Linked DNA regions of Mus musculus: region 1 is linked to region 2. Evidence: chromatin contacts called from public HiChIP or PLAC-seq data. All regions are on one chromosome and are shown on one strand. The core of a region is the stretch at or near the end of the contact, and the rest is flanking DNA. Distances in the headings are between cores, read along the strand shown. Region 1 holds the start of Zfp365 (zinc finger protein 365). Region 2 has its middle 48 kb from the start of Zfp365.

The links. HiChIP or PLAC-seq counts read pairs in DNA pulled down with a chosen protein or histone mark.
Region 1: a contact with region 2 is called in a CTCF HiChIP or PLAC-seq map of the NIH/3T3 cell line, with 13 read pairs. The contact joins the promoter of Zfp365 here to the enhancer-like site in region 2. A contact is called at or near these places in 5 of 39 promoter capture datasets (embryonic stem cells, macrophages and stem cell-derived epiblast-like cells), 2 of 15 datasets of contacts at CTCF or cohesin (CD8 T cells and the NIH/3T3 cell line), 54 of 484 Hi-C or Micro-C datasets (2-cell embryo, CD4 T cells, MC3T3-E1-derived osteoblasts and 12 more), 10 of 115 datasets of contacts at active chromatin or transcription factors (embryonic stem cells, expanded potential stem cells and pancreatic cancer cells) and 3 of 9 other capture datasets (adipose tissue, embryonic stem cells and pancreatic islet).

Annotation. Positions count from the first base shown.
Region 1 is chr10:67,911,068-67,918,060 of GRCm38.p6, reverse strand. It overlaps Zfp365 (zinc finger protein 365), which reads left to right and starts at 5,399. Exons shown (of 5, transcript NM_178679.2): 1 at 5,399-5,690.
Region 2 is chr10:67,861,134-67,868,662 of GRCm38.p6, reverse strand. No RefSeq gene overlaps it. Among named protein-coding and RNA genes, the nearest start is that of Zfp365, 48 kb to the left of the region's middle. Within about 2 kb of position 2,637, at least 26 of the 459 cell types and tissues checked have an H3K27ac peak or open chromatin away from gene starts, as enhancers often do. A contact at or near this core is called in the NIH/3T3 cell line and pancreatic cancer cells, where this site is marked.

The sequences.
Region 1 (6,993 bases), core at 4,150-6,649, 47 kb before region 2:
ATGTGACCTGGATTTCCTTCCAGACCTTTAATCTGGCCAACTTAGCCATACCTATAATGGCTGTATGGTGGGCCTTTTGATGAAGGTACTTAGACAGTGGATTCATAAAATGATTGAATAGCTTTGTTTTTTTCAAGACACATGTATTTCCAAGACAGCCCTTCTAGCCACAGTGAGTCATGGGGGTTTGGTAAAGAGAAGAAAGGTCCTTAAGTCTCCACTCAATTCCCAGCTCTTCCAGCAAAGATATGATAAACTCAACCCAAGAGAGGCTCATTTTCCTCCCAGTGAAATGTATCTTCTGGAACAGGCATCTGGCCTTCCTGCCTTCCTTCTGCCCCTTGTCTCTCCCTTGTTGTCTTCTTCTTCCCTGCCCGATTTCCAGTCCACTTATCCTCATTTCTGATCCCCTCCCTTCCCCGACTCAGTGGCAGTGAAAAGTGGCAGGCTTCAAGAGTCAGAATCCAACGTCACCACGCAAGCCACGCCCTTCCATCTCTCTTCTTCGTGATGGGTGTGACCCCCAGCAAGCCACGCCCCATGCTTAGCAGCATCTTCTCAAGGCAGTAGTACAGCACAGCCAACCTTTGTCTCTGATCATTCTTGTAGGACTGGAGCCTCTCAAATTTCAGTAGTCCAAACTTCAGAGCTCCAAAAGGGAAAGATCAATATACCCATAGATTGCAGCTGATTCCTACAAGGTGACTTTGCCAAGTTCCTCCTCCTCCAGCTCCACCGGTCCCAGTTTAAGAAAACTGAATACATGCAGCAATGTTCAGTGGACTAAGACACATCATAGCACACAGTATGTTTGTGAGCCGTGATCATTATTTATTCAATACCCATGTATGTTTCATATTCCAAGTATGATACAGGGGCTCTGTGGGTACTTCTCACTTACTTTCTTTTAAAATGAGTATAGCTTATGTGTGCTTTGCTGTTCCTGTACCACCCCACTACCAGCCCCCACTAATCATAAGCTCATGGTGGGTGATGTGTAGAAAGGGGACTCATGTATTCAACCCTGACTACTTCTGGAAATATTGAGCCTTTTATACGGAGCAGAACTGTGCTAGGCACTGGGAATGCACTGTGGTGACAAAGGACCACCAACTCATGTGGCTTAGACTGTAACAGTGGAAAGAGATGTGACATGAACAATCATACAATAAAACAGCACCATTTTGTTGTAATTAATTTTACTAGTGAGAACTAATTTGGTTCAGGGGTTTCAGAGAAGACTGTACACCTACATATGTTTTAAATCTACTTTAATAAGTATACTTAAATGTTGTAACCTCCCTTCTAGCCCACCACCAACCAAAGATACTAGAAAGGAAAGGATAACAGGGCAAGGACCTCATTAGACGTAGATGTTTGGTGGGGGCTTGAATTTAATCTGCATTGTCAGGACATTAGCAGTTCAGTTTAGACAAATCAGTAGCAGTAGCTCGATCCATTCACAAACATCATGTACAAATCAGCAATGGCAGTTTGATCCAGAAGAAACCTCAAGGCTCCACCAAATGAGTCCGTGGAAGCGGCAAGAAGCTGGTGGAAGGCCACCAGAAGTTCTTTGGTGCATTTCTCTCTATGAAGCCACGACAAACAATGATCCGTGAAGAGTGGCTAGGTGAGCCAATCCCACACAGAGTCATCCACTGTTGGGTCATATTTATATCCTTTCCGAACATCACGTGTTCTCTCAAGCATCCGCTCTAGCAAGACATCACATGACCCTTTTTCCAGGCAGCTTAAAACACCACATGTCTGTTCTCAGCAAAAGATCCTCCTCTGTGTCTGCTTCAGCAGAAACATCCTCTCATAAGACAGTTTCCAGAAAAACATCACATGACACTGAGTCTCCAAAGAAATCAGACATTTCCACTTCAGAAGACCTCCATCAAGAGGGGATACTTGAGCTAAGTCCTGAGGGATGGAGAGAAGTTAGACTCTTCAATAAAAGGACATCAGTCACGTAGCTATTTATTCAAGCACTCCTTCTTCTGAGAAGGAGTGAAATTGGTAAGACACAAGAAGTAAAGGAAACTTGTAAAACACAGGAAGTAAAGGGATTGTACAAGGCCCAGGAAGTAAGTAGAACTTCCAAGGTTTGGGAAGGCCCTCAAACTTCCAGAGCTAATGCTGATTCAAGAATTACCAGGAGGGTTTGTAAAACCCTATATTTCTGGGGATTCACTGCACATGATACACCACTAACACACGTTTCTATGTGTATGAAACATCACCAATAACACACATTTCTACCAAGGGTCAGATGCTCCAACTACTAGGGGGCAAAGCGCACTTCAGAAACCACTTGGAGCCAGGCGGTGGTGGCACACGCCTTTAATCCCAGCACTCAGGAGGCAGAGGCAGGTGGATTTCTGAGTTCGAGGCCAGCCTGGTCTACAAAGTGAGTTCCAGGACAGCCAGAGATATACAGAGAAACCCTGTCTCAAAAAACAAAAAAAAAAAAAAGAAAGAAAGAAAGGAAAGAAAGAAAGAAAGAAAGAAAGAAAGAAAGAAAGAAAGAAAGAAAGAAAGAAAGAAAGAAAGAAAGAAAGAAAAGAAAAAGAAAAGAAACCACTTGGGTTAAATTAAGGTCCTGTGGACCAGTGCCAAATCTTCCACAGATTCAACCCTGCACACAACCTCTCTATAGTAATCTTTAAGCATTTCAAGAAGTGTTTAACATCTCAAAGCCTTCAGGAAAAGGCAAAGTAAAACTACCTTTGGCTACCACCTCAACCCCAATCAGAATGGCTGCCATCAAGACATCGGACAGATGTAGGATAGGGTGTAGAGAAAGAGGAAACTTTATTCACTGCTGGTCCAAGCTCAGACTAGCACAGCCAAATAGAACAACCAACGGTCCAGCTCTAGGGCTCCCAGAACTCTACATCTCATCTGAAAGACACTAGCACATCCATGTTTATTGCTGCTCTATTCAGGGCAGTGGGGGAATGGAACCCATCTGGATGTCTATTAACTGTCGAAGCATACAGAGGAGTTAATACATACACACAACCGGATATTGTTCAGTGGTAAAGAAAACAAATCATGGCAATGGCAAGCAAATGCCTAGACCTGGAAAGTGTATTCAGCGAAGCTACCCAAACTCAGAAATAAACCAGTTCTTCTTCCTCATAAGCAGGTCCCAGTCTATAATATATGGGGGCAAGTGTAAGTGTGAAGATAGTCTAAATTGTAGGAAGCATTTTGACTCTACAGTTGACCCGTGCAGATCTTCCCTGCTGGACCTGGAATCTGAGGCTCTGAAAGAACAGGGCGGACTAGAGTTTGATGCTGAAGACATCCTTACTTCAGTTTCTGTGTCTTTTTATACACAATGTAACAAAGAAAGGAATGATCTGAGGAAGGTTGTTATAGTTCAGAAAACGTGATCAGAAAAACGTGTAAATAAATACCAGTAAGCACACACTGAAGATTAACAGCCCTTTCTCAGGCTGGGCCTGTTTAAACACAATTACCTGGCCTATACTAAAGGCTACATCTGGGAACACACGAAAGCAAGGCAGAAGGCCGTATCCAGAATCAGAGTACACTGACCAGATTGGGTTCTATAGCTATGTTCTGACATCCAACAAGAATAAGCTTGTCGTATAAACTGAATGTAAATGTTTGTCACAGTGGGCATGGAATCACGTCCCAGAACAATCCAGGGAACAAGATGCCCTTGAGGTAAATGACGATCTGCCTTTTCTCCTGGAGTCCCTCCCATAGTCCCCCAAGACATTGTTCACAGTGGGTTCAGTATTCCAAAAAGGGGACCCAAAGGAGAGTAATACTGGGTGGTTAGGATGGAATACAGTCAGAAGGGCACAAGTCATGAGAGAGGATATAAAGTGGTTTTTGTTGTTGTTTTGTTTGTTTCAACTCTGTCATTGTTTTTTCTTTGATTGTGGATATGTTAATACAACATTTTGTGTATTGAAGTAGCCAGAACTACATATGCATCCAGGAAAACCCAACATGCCTTACTCCCTTGTGGCTCTGGTTGTAGGTGTTGGCTTTGTTTTAAAGTCACCGACCCTCAGCTCATTGTGAAGTAGCCATGGCTTTTCACTGACATCTGTCACACTGGCCTACTTAGAGGTGAGCTTTAAAAAGGTATTCTTAAGGAAGAGTTATTCTTTTTCTTTTGCACCTGAAAAGATTTCCCTCCTTTACTTTCATCTAAAATCATTCTTTATCGAATCATTCTGTCACGATGCAATTTAATATGGAAATTGTATTGATAAATGTAAAATATGGTTTAATGAAGAATGTGATAATATTTATGCCATTGTTAGAAAAAAATGGCCCTAGGAAGTCTTCGCGCTTCACCTGAAGTGGAGACATTTCGGGACCAAGCAAGGCAAACAAGTTGCCTCAGTGTTGGGAGAGGGCTGAGTTCTAGACGTTGGGTCCCTTGACTCTCCCAGGTCATACTTAGCATCCTGCCCCAAAGGTAGTCAGAATTAGCTTCCTGCTGTTCAAGATGATGGGTGCACCCTGACTCTTGGTTGTGTGCAATGCACACTCAGACCAAACTTTTTTTTTCAGCTTAATAAACAGTTGGAATAAACGTGCTCAATTTAGAGAGTGACCTAAGATAGTGACCGCAAGAAGCATAACATTTTCTGAGAGAGCAAGCCTCTGCGCAGCTGCCAACCCCCGTTTTGTAGGAGTCACTCTCTGGTACTGCTTTCCTGAATTTTACAGGCGTGCACCTGTCATCAAAGTCTTAGTATGAATATCAGTGAAAGAACGTTGACGACAGCCCAGCAGCTGATTCGAGCAGTGTAGGTCCTTTGCAAGAGCAGTATGTGCTCTGAACTGCTAAGCCATCTCTCCAGCCCCTTAAAAGCAGGTTTAACAAAATAACACACACACACACACACACACACACACACACACACACACACACACACACACACACACACACACACACACACATCCCGAAATTTCAATTAGGAAATGAGATTTCTCAGAAGCTAAATCTTTCCTCCACTGAGAGACTAGTGTTGGGGGCATCCTCTCAGTGAGGAGGCCTCAGGGTTTGGCATTTATGTTTCTTAACTTCTACACTTTTATTATCTTTAGTTTTGTTTAACTTAGTCCCAGGACACTACTACCTTCCACGGCTGGAGTAAGCTGGTCCTGTGCCCCCCCCCCCCCCCCGCCAGGTTGCCTGGATGAAGTTCTAATATAAATAAATATCAGAGCCTTCCTGCTGGCAGCTCTTTCCAGGGGCTAGCCAGCTAGGCTCCATCTTCACGCCCACTTTCGCCGCCCCTGCAACTGGGAGCACTTGCCTGGGCCTGTAGCAAGACTAGGCTGGGCAAGACTGGCACGTGTCCCCGCCTCCCTCCCCAGGGACCATCCTGCATCCCTCCCCGTGATGTCAGCGGAATCCTGAGCTGGAGTGAAGGGAAAGGCCCAGGATCTCCCGCTAGAGGGGCCCCGATGGGGTGGACCCAGGGGTGGCTGCCCGGGGCCGGAGCACCAGCCTCGCGTCCCCGGGCGCCGCCCCCGTGTCCCGCCCGCGCCACGCTCCGCCCCGGTCGCCGCTCGTCCCGCGTGGGAGCCGACCCGGCTCAGCCTGATTTACGGCTCTGCTGAAAACCGCTCGCACGGCTCCCGCAGCATCAGCACCGGCGGCTGCAGCGGCAGCAACAAGTCCGGTAAGTGGGCTCGGCTGGAGCCGTGCGCCCGCGCCCCCTGCTCCGCCGACACGCGGGGAGGTGGTCCCGGATGCGCAGCATCCTGGGGAGTCGGGACCGTTGGCTTCCCCACAGCCACTTGCACGAACTCGCGTGAGCACGAATCCACGCAGTCACCAGCGGGAGCGGGGGCTAGGAAAGCCGGGACCCCCACGCAGGTGCTGCCCAGCCTGCCCAGCTCTGCACAGGAAATCGAAACCCTTTTTGCTAACCTGTGCCCTAGGTTTCCGCTGGGCGGATGAAAGCCTTTTGCTGGGGGTGGGTGGTATATCTCGTCTCCCCCATCCAAACATCCCCCCCCCCACTGCTGCTATAGAATCCTCTCTTCTTATCCCTGCACTCCATTGCAAGCATCTTCAGCCCTAGGCTGGGCCAGGGTTTGCATCCTATTGACCAACCCAGCGCAGCACAGGAAGGTTCTCCTTTGCTGGGGTCCAGAGACTTTAGTAACCTGGAAAATGTGCCTGCCTGGCGGATCAGGCACCATTTCTATCTCAGCATCTGGAGGCAGATAAGGGTGTAACACAGACACTTCACTCTAAGATGCACCCTAAGATCCGGGCTCCTTCCCTGTGGGACCCAGTGCTCCTTGTTGCCATTCTTGGAGGAAATAAGTACCACGACCCTTGCAAAATTGGGTTGTAAGAGTCATCTGTTGCTAGGGCAAAGGGGATAAAGATGCAGAGGCAACAAGAACTTCCTGTTTATGGAGGAGTTATGCTGACGCCCACCTGGTTCCAACACTCTAGAAGTTGTCGCGCTAAAAACAGCATCAGAGGCAAGGCGCATCCACCCAGAACATTCTATTAGCTTAGGATCTTGGCCACGGCCCTGTTTATATCAAATAATACCGGACACTTCGGGTTTCCAAATTTCAAAAGATCGTTATTGTTATGTTAACGCTTTGATGTATGTCATCATACCAGTAACTAAAAATATTAACGGCATGAACAAACCAAGATGACAAGCAGACGCGTGTCACTAAACCTGATGAATCAAGTTCAATCCCCAGGACACACATGATGGAAGGAGAGAACCCATTCACACAAGTTTTCCCCAGCCTACACACACACAGACAGAGTCACTCACAGAGTAAATAAGGAATGCTATTTATTAAAAAAAAAATCTAAAAAAACATTTGGTTGAAGAATATTCAGCTCTTGATGTGTTTAAAGCCACTGTGCTTAGTTTGATCCATCCTTCACAGACTTGAAAAGAGACTGCCAATGGACTCACAATTTATGTGCGACCCGTGTCTATGTAG
Region 2 (7,529 bases), core at 1,388-3,887:
GGGACTAAGAATCTAATCATGTCTTTTTGCTGCCAGTTTTATTTGCCGTTTGGGATATAATTATAGCGTTTCCCTTTTAAACAGCTCATAATGTGTTTGGCCAAAGGGAAAAAAACCAGAACAGTTGGTAAAAAGTCATGGGCCTCACCTTCTGTCTCTATCACATTTCCTGGTCTCCACTGCAATAGTTCTGCCTGGAGACCGGCTACTTTATTACAAATAGGTCAGAGCTATTGATTTTGGCCAACAGCTCTAGACTTAGACAAACACATTGACTTTTCCTCTCTTTCCAATTGTTTGTGAAATTATTAGCAAGCAATAACATTAATTATGAAAACAAAACTTCTCTTGGGTATCCTTCCAGGATCTTCTTTACCCAAACAAGGATATATAAACATATATATATATATATATATATATATATATATATATATATATATATATATATATATAACCACTTCAAACTCACATGGAGTCTCATACACACACACAATTCTTATTTCTCTTTACAATATTTCCTCAATATCTTTCTATATTAGCGAGTAGAGATCTTTTTGCTTTTTAAAAACAGTGATGTAATCCACATCTTTACACCTCTTACATGGTATATAACATATGATCTGTTATATGTCTTTATACCTGCTACTTACACGTTATTTTTAAAATTTACACATTATTTTTTTCAATGGTAGCAGTTAACGTAGCCTGTGTAGATCATAGGAAATCTATGCTGTGTGCAAATCACACAGGTGGTCTAGTGTGTTTTAGGACAAACTTCTAGGTTAACACGTATATGTGGGCTTGCAGAGGACTCAGTTGGTGCAATGTCTGCTGCACACAAGCAGGAAGGCCCAAGTTCAATCCCCAGAACCCACTTTAAAAGCTGAGCATGGTGGCGAGTACTGGGGAGATGGAGATAGGACCATCCCTTGACTCACTGGTCTAGCCTTGGACACTCTTCTGGCCCAGAAGCCTAGCTGCATCACTGCATCAGTTAGATCCAGGCAATGAGACTCCCTGTCTCAAACAACAAACCCAAGGTGGATGATATCTGAGGACTGACACTTCAAATTGACCTTTGGCCTTTACACTTGAGCACCTATACATACATAAGCTCACACACACACACACACACACATGATGTGTGTAGCGCCATGATCTTTCATTGATGAGAACAAAGCAAATCTGGACAAACTTTGGAATATAAAAATGGGACTAATCAATGGTCACTGGAGGGATTTTAAAACATTAAATGGGACTTACAGGACCTCTGTAATTACTGTGCCTATATTTTCCATCGATTTGATCCAGTGTTGCAAGACTGTGAATGTCCAACATAAGAGAGAGGCCAGTGCTAGTCTGCTGAGAAAAGGTGGGAAAGTTTGAAAGAGCCAATTCAGAGACAGTTAAGGGTCAGGATGGCTCCCAAATACATCAGTTAATATGATCAAAAGGATTCATTGGAAGCAATCTTGCTTCAAATGATAGGAAAAAGCATCCGTCTCCAGAATATTGAAAATATTTTTTTAATTATTTACTTAGACATTTATCCTCTGTGTGTGCCCAAGTGTTTGTGTACCATATGTGTGAAGTACCCTAGGAAGTCAGAAGAGGGTATCAGACTTTCTCCAGCTTACAGGTGATTGTGAACAGCCAAATGTGGGTGCTATGAATTGAACTAGGGTCCTCTGGAGGAGTAGTGTAACCCCCTCAGCCACCGAACTGTGTCTACAGCCCCTTAAAAATTTACTTTTTTATTTCTATTTTTGTATATGTGTGTGAATGTTTATGCAGAGGCCAGAAGAGGGTGTCAGATCACCTGGAACTGGAGTTGTACACAGTTGTGAACTGCCCAAGAGAGGTAGGAACCAAATTTCGGTCCTCTGGAAGAGCAGAAAATGCTCGCAACCACTGAGCCATCTCTCTAGCGCTACCACATCCCATGTTAAAGCCTAAGATTGACTTTAAGCACTCTCACAGTAAGCCCAGATTTGGCACTCGGTCGCCAGTCATTACGAGGCTTAGCGAGTCTAAGGCTGTGATCCAGAAAAACCTCTCCACACTCTGCTTCTCCTCTGAAGGCCCAGATTAGCAGGGGAATCAAGCCAAAAGGAAGTACACTTCGCTGGAGTATGAGCCGCTCTGTGGAGACGCTTGATCTAAGTTCGTCTCCAAAGAGGAATAAAACAGGTTGAACTGTGTCGGTGGTTTCATTGATAGAATGCTTCTCTACCATGCACAAAGTCCCTGGGTTCCAGTCCCACACAAACATGGTGTGGTGGCACATACTGTAATCCTTGGGAGGTAGAGGTGGGGCGGCGTATCAGAAACTGAAGGTCATTCTTGCTTACAAAGTGAGTTTGAGGCTAGCCTGGGCTACAGAAGACCTAGCTTTAATCAAAGTCAACATCGATGACATCAAAGTAAATAAAAACACACACAAACCTCCAAATACCCAAGGGGTAAAGAGAAGGGTCCAAGATAACTCCATCAGAGCTTGCGAGTGATTAGAATGACTAAGGGGTTTTTGGAAGCCCCAGAAGTTGGGTTCGGAAGTTGAATTCCTTCAGACAGCGGGTGACTCACTGACTTGGCCATCACAGTGGCTGATTCACCTGCTCTCGGGTCAGTTGCCTAACAACTGGGGCTGGCCGGATAGTTCTGTCTCATCGACTTCAAGACTGCCCCACCCAGGGGTCCATCCCATAATCAGCCACCAAAAGCAGACACCATTGCATACACCAGCAAGATTTTGCTGAAAGGACTCTGATATAGCTGTTGCATATGAGGCTATGCCAGTGCCTGGCAAACACAGAAGTGGATGCTCACAGTCAGCTATTGGATGAAACACAGGCCCCTAATGGAGGAGCTAGAGAAACTACCCAAGGAGCTAAAGGGGTCTGCAACCCTATAGGTGGAACAACAATATGAACTAACCAGTACCCCCAGAGCTCGTGTCTCTAGCTGCATTTGTTGCACAAGATGGCCTAGTCGGCCATCACTGGGAAGAGAGGCCCCTTGGTCTTGCAAACTTTATATGCCCCAGTACAGGGGAAACACCAAGGCCAAGAATTGGGAGTGGGCGGGTAGGGGAACAGGGGGTGGGTGTAGGGGACTTTGGGGATAGCATTTGAAATGTAAATGAAGTAAATACCTAATAAAAATTCAGGAAAAAAGTATCAAGCCTTTAGTATACACACACTAACTCTGATGTCCTTCTTAGGAGAAACTCCACAGTGCTCTGGCACAGAGATGGCCTTCAGGAAGGACAGCACTTGAGTAACGCCTTTCAGTCGCTGCTGTGAAGAATTTGCTCTGAGCATCTCGCCTAGCTTCTTTCCCCATCCAGAACTGATGGGGGTGGTTCTGACAGGGAGCCAAAGTGAGTTGCAGGAGCCCCAACAGAGGACCAAGGAGTGTCCCAAGATGTTGCCAGCAAGGCTTCCTTTTTAAAACTCAAAATTCAGTGTGAGCCTCAAATACACTGAGGGTGGAAATCTGGATACTTCAGAAAGAGGGGGTGTTGAGAACAGTCAGCCTAGACCTTCCTTGGAAATACTGAGTAGGGAGTTTCCAGTCCCCTTGCTCTATGTATTCAATATAGACCTCTCTCTCTCTCTCTCTCTCTCTCTCTCTCTCTCTCTCTCTCTCTCTCTCTCTCTCTCTCTCTCTCTGTAAGATGGAAAACAGATGGAGCTGTTCTAGAGAGATGGTTGGTGTACTGGCTAGTTTTGTGTCAACTTGACACAAGCTAGAGTTATCACAGAGAAAGGAGCCTCCCTTGAGGAAATGCCTCCATGAGATCCAGTTCTAAGGCATTTTCTCAATAAGTGATCAAGGGTGGGAGGGTCCATGGTGGGTGGTCCATCCCTGGGCTTGTAGTTTTGGGTTCTATAAGAAAGCAAGCTGAGCAAGCCAGGGGAAGCAAGCCAGTAAGTAACATCCCTCCATGGTCTCTGCATCAGCTCCTGCCTCCGAGTTCCTGTCCTGTCTGAGTTCCTGTCCTGACTTCCTTTGGTGATGTGAAAGTGTAAGCTGAATAAACCCTTTCCTTCCCAGCTTGCCTCTTGGTCATGCTGTTTTGTGCAGGAATAGAAACCCTGACTAAGACAGTTGGCAATTCGGAGTGTTTGGTTCCTACACAGGATCTGAATTCCATTTTTTCCTGTTGGGCAGCTCACAGATGCCTCTAACTTTAGCTCTAAGGGGATCTGAGTTTCTCTCCTGGACTCCTTGGGGCACACACATGTACAAGTGCACATCCCTACTTACCTATAAACACACATGCATGTACACACACACTGAAATAAATCACAAAAAGAGGAATGTTGGCGGTAGGAAAGCTTCCCGATGAAAACTGGAGGCGCTTGAAGAGCTGTTCCAGATGTCTACCCAAGCTTCAGTTGCTTCGTTTGGTAAAGTAAAGGGCTGTGTACACGGACCTGCGTTTCCTAAACGTCCTTGAACAAAAACATCACGAGGAGTGGTGTTAAAACTAGGACAGCGCATAGCCTTACCCAGGTGAGCTGAATGCAAATCACTAAGGCGGTGCTGAGAATCTAAGTGACTTCCTCTGGACTAGCCCACTATGGAGACAGCCTGGCTCTGACCACGTAATCTGGTTAAACTCCAGAATGAGGGAATGGACCTGCCTCTTTCTAAGAGGTCGTGTCAACGCAGAAGAAGAGCAACAGAGCTTGAGTCTCCCAGGTGGGGTGCACCCAAGGCCATGTCCTTCTACACTATATCTTAGCTCAGGCTAACCCCCTGTCCATACCTTTCACCCATAACCTAACTTGAGTTTTTGATTCTTCTCTAATCTAAAGGGAGAAATATGGAGAGATGAGGGCCATGGTGTGTTGAAGGACCGCTGAATCCTTGCAGGGGAGATTGAGAAGGACTTTAACAACACCCCACCCCCACCCACCCCCACAGCAAAATGAGTTTCCAAACAGGTGAGGACTTAACCAGGCTCTTAGCCCAGAGTCCAGGTTTCCTGATGTTCAGAATCAACGTATTTTCTGATGACTTTACATTTGTGATGATCCTCTCAAAGAGGAGTGTCTGTTTGGCCTCACAGGCACCTTAGGTATGATTGTCTGAGAGCCATGGGCTTACTGGTGATTCAGGGATGAAACAGGTGACTTCTCAAAAGGTGTAATGCTCTCCTGCCAGAAGGCTCACGACTCTTAGCACCTCATTGTCAGGAGATGGAAGTATAATGGTGAAACAGCGAAGCAGCGGGAGTCGCTGATGTGTAAGACACCTGCAAAGTCCGAGGGAAGCCAGTCCATTGGCAGAGAGTGACATCGGTACCAATTATTCTGGCACAAAACTTATTTCTACCATGCACCTGTGCAGCCAAGTTTTTATCCAAACCCCTAGCAATGTCCAAGTCCTTAAGCCACAAAAATCAGAAGGGAAAAAATGGATTTCTTTTGACCTGTTGCCTAAGTCCGTGACGTCATATGCTTTACAGGCAAAGCCATAACAGTGTATTCAAGTATGTCATCTCCAGTATACTTAATAAAAATACTATCTCTATCGAAAAATGATTCGTCAGCCAAGTTACCTATTTTTGCCCATGTTTTCCACAGATACATGGAAAGTCATATTTTACACCCATAACATTAACGTATTTCCCTCTTTGGTGTGTGGGTTTCTTTACTATAGCATTTCTGTGTGTTTGCATTTGTTTATCTAGCGATTCTTTTTATGCGTGTGAACATGCAACAGGTCATAGGTGGAGGTCTGGAGGTCAGAGGACAACATTCGGGAGTTGGTTCTTCGCTTCAACTATGCGTGTGGGTTCTAGGGATCTAACACACAGTCAAGCTTGATAGAAAGTTTTTTTAACCCACTGAGAGACTCCTCAGCCTCCCACCCTCCCTCTGTCCCTCCCTTCCTCCTCTCCCTCCCTCTCCTTCTCCTCCTTTTTCCTCCCTTTCAATAAGGTCCTGCCCCCACTTCCTAAGTGCTGAGATTATAGGCACGGGGCTTATGCAGCGAAAGTGACCAAACCCAGGGCTTTGTTCCCGGAGTGCAAGCACCCTACCGATTGAGCTGTACCCCAGACCCCACTTCTTTTCTACCTTAGCCCACCTTACTGACACAGGAATCTGAACGTGTTTGTAACATGACTTTATATACGCTTAGAGGAGCTACCGCCACCTGGTGTCTTACCCAAGATATTACAATTGGCAGAAAACAAACAAGCTGCTGATTTTGCAGGCAGGGGATTTTCTTCTAGACAGGAAAGTCCCAATATCCATACAAGTTAAGTAGCCTGGAATCTTGACTAACTGGCACAAAAGTAGCTAGAATAGGTAAGTTAAATCACTGGGATTTTATTTTTAATGGCTAGAAGAAAGTACACAGCCCTTCCCCTTCCCCTCCCCTCCCCTCCCCCTACTTTCCCCTTTCTCTCCCTTTTCCTTCCCTCTTCCCCCCTCTCCTTCCTTCCCTTCCCCCCTCTCATTTTATCTCCCCTCCCTTTTACTCCCCGCCCCTTCCCCTCTTCCCTTCCCTTTCCCCTTCCCTCTCCCAGTCTTCCTCTCTCTCTCTCTCTCTCTCTCTCTCTCTCTCTCTCTCTGTATGCATACAAACTTGTTCATGTGAACACATGAGGGAGCCAGAGTCTGACGCTGGGATGCCCTCCCTCCACACCTTCTCTGCCTCTCCTACCAAAACTGAAGTTTGCTGTTTCCACAAAACACTGTGTCCAACATGTAGATGGCACTTTAATTTCCTTTCTGTTCCTATGACAACACTGTGGCCAAAAGCAACTCAGGGGAGAGAAAGGGGCCGTTAGCCACAGGGTATCACTGGGCAGAAACCATGAAGGAATGCTGCTTCCTGGCCGGCTTTCAGGTCCATCTCTACCATAAGCTAGACTTCTAATACAGCTCAGAACCATCTGCACAGAGGATGGTGCCACCCACAGTGGACTGGACCCTCCTACATCAATTAACAACCAAGACAATCCCCCACAGGCCAGTATGATAAGGGATATCACTCAGTCGAGACTTCCTTCCCTGCTGGGACAAGTAACAGTTAAAGTTAGCTAGGACATATGGGCTCTGGGCACCCAAGCTCAGGTCCCCATAACTGAGCATTAGGCAGTTTACTTATGGAACCCAGAGTCCCATTCTTCATATTTAGGAGGAAAAACAACAGACACAAATGGCGATTGTTGAAATTTAATTCCACAAGAAAGTTAAATGGCGTGTCCAGATTATTGGTAATAATACATAAAAATGTTAATTAGTAAGGACAATTTTGATGACCTATAAGACCTTAGTCATTCACGGTGTCACTTCAGTACTTCAAGGCAAAAAGGATTTTCACAAAGAAATTAGTGTTTGGTAGGAGATTAGCATTCCTTGAATCTCTTTCCAGGCCTTCAATGATCCACACCGTTGCCATGACTAATACCCTGACTATCGTGACCCAGACCCAATTAGCTGGCAAAGCAAATGCTAAAGAGAGAGCCAACTAGGAGTTGGTGAGATCTCGTTTCAGAGTTGGTA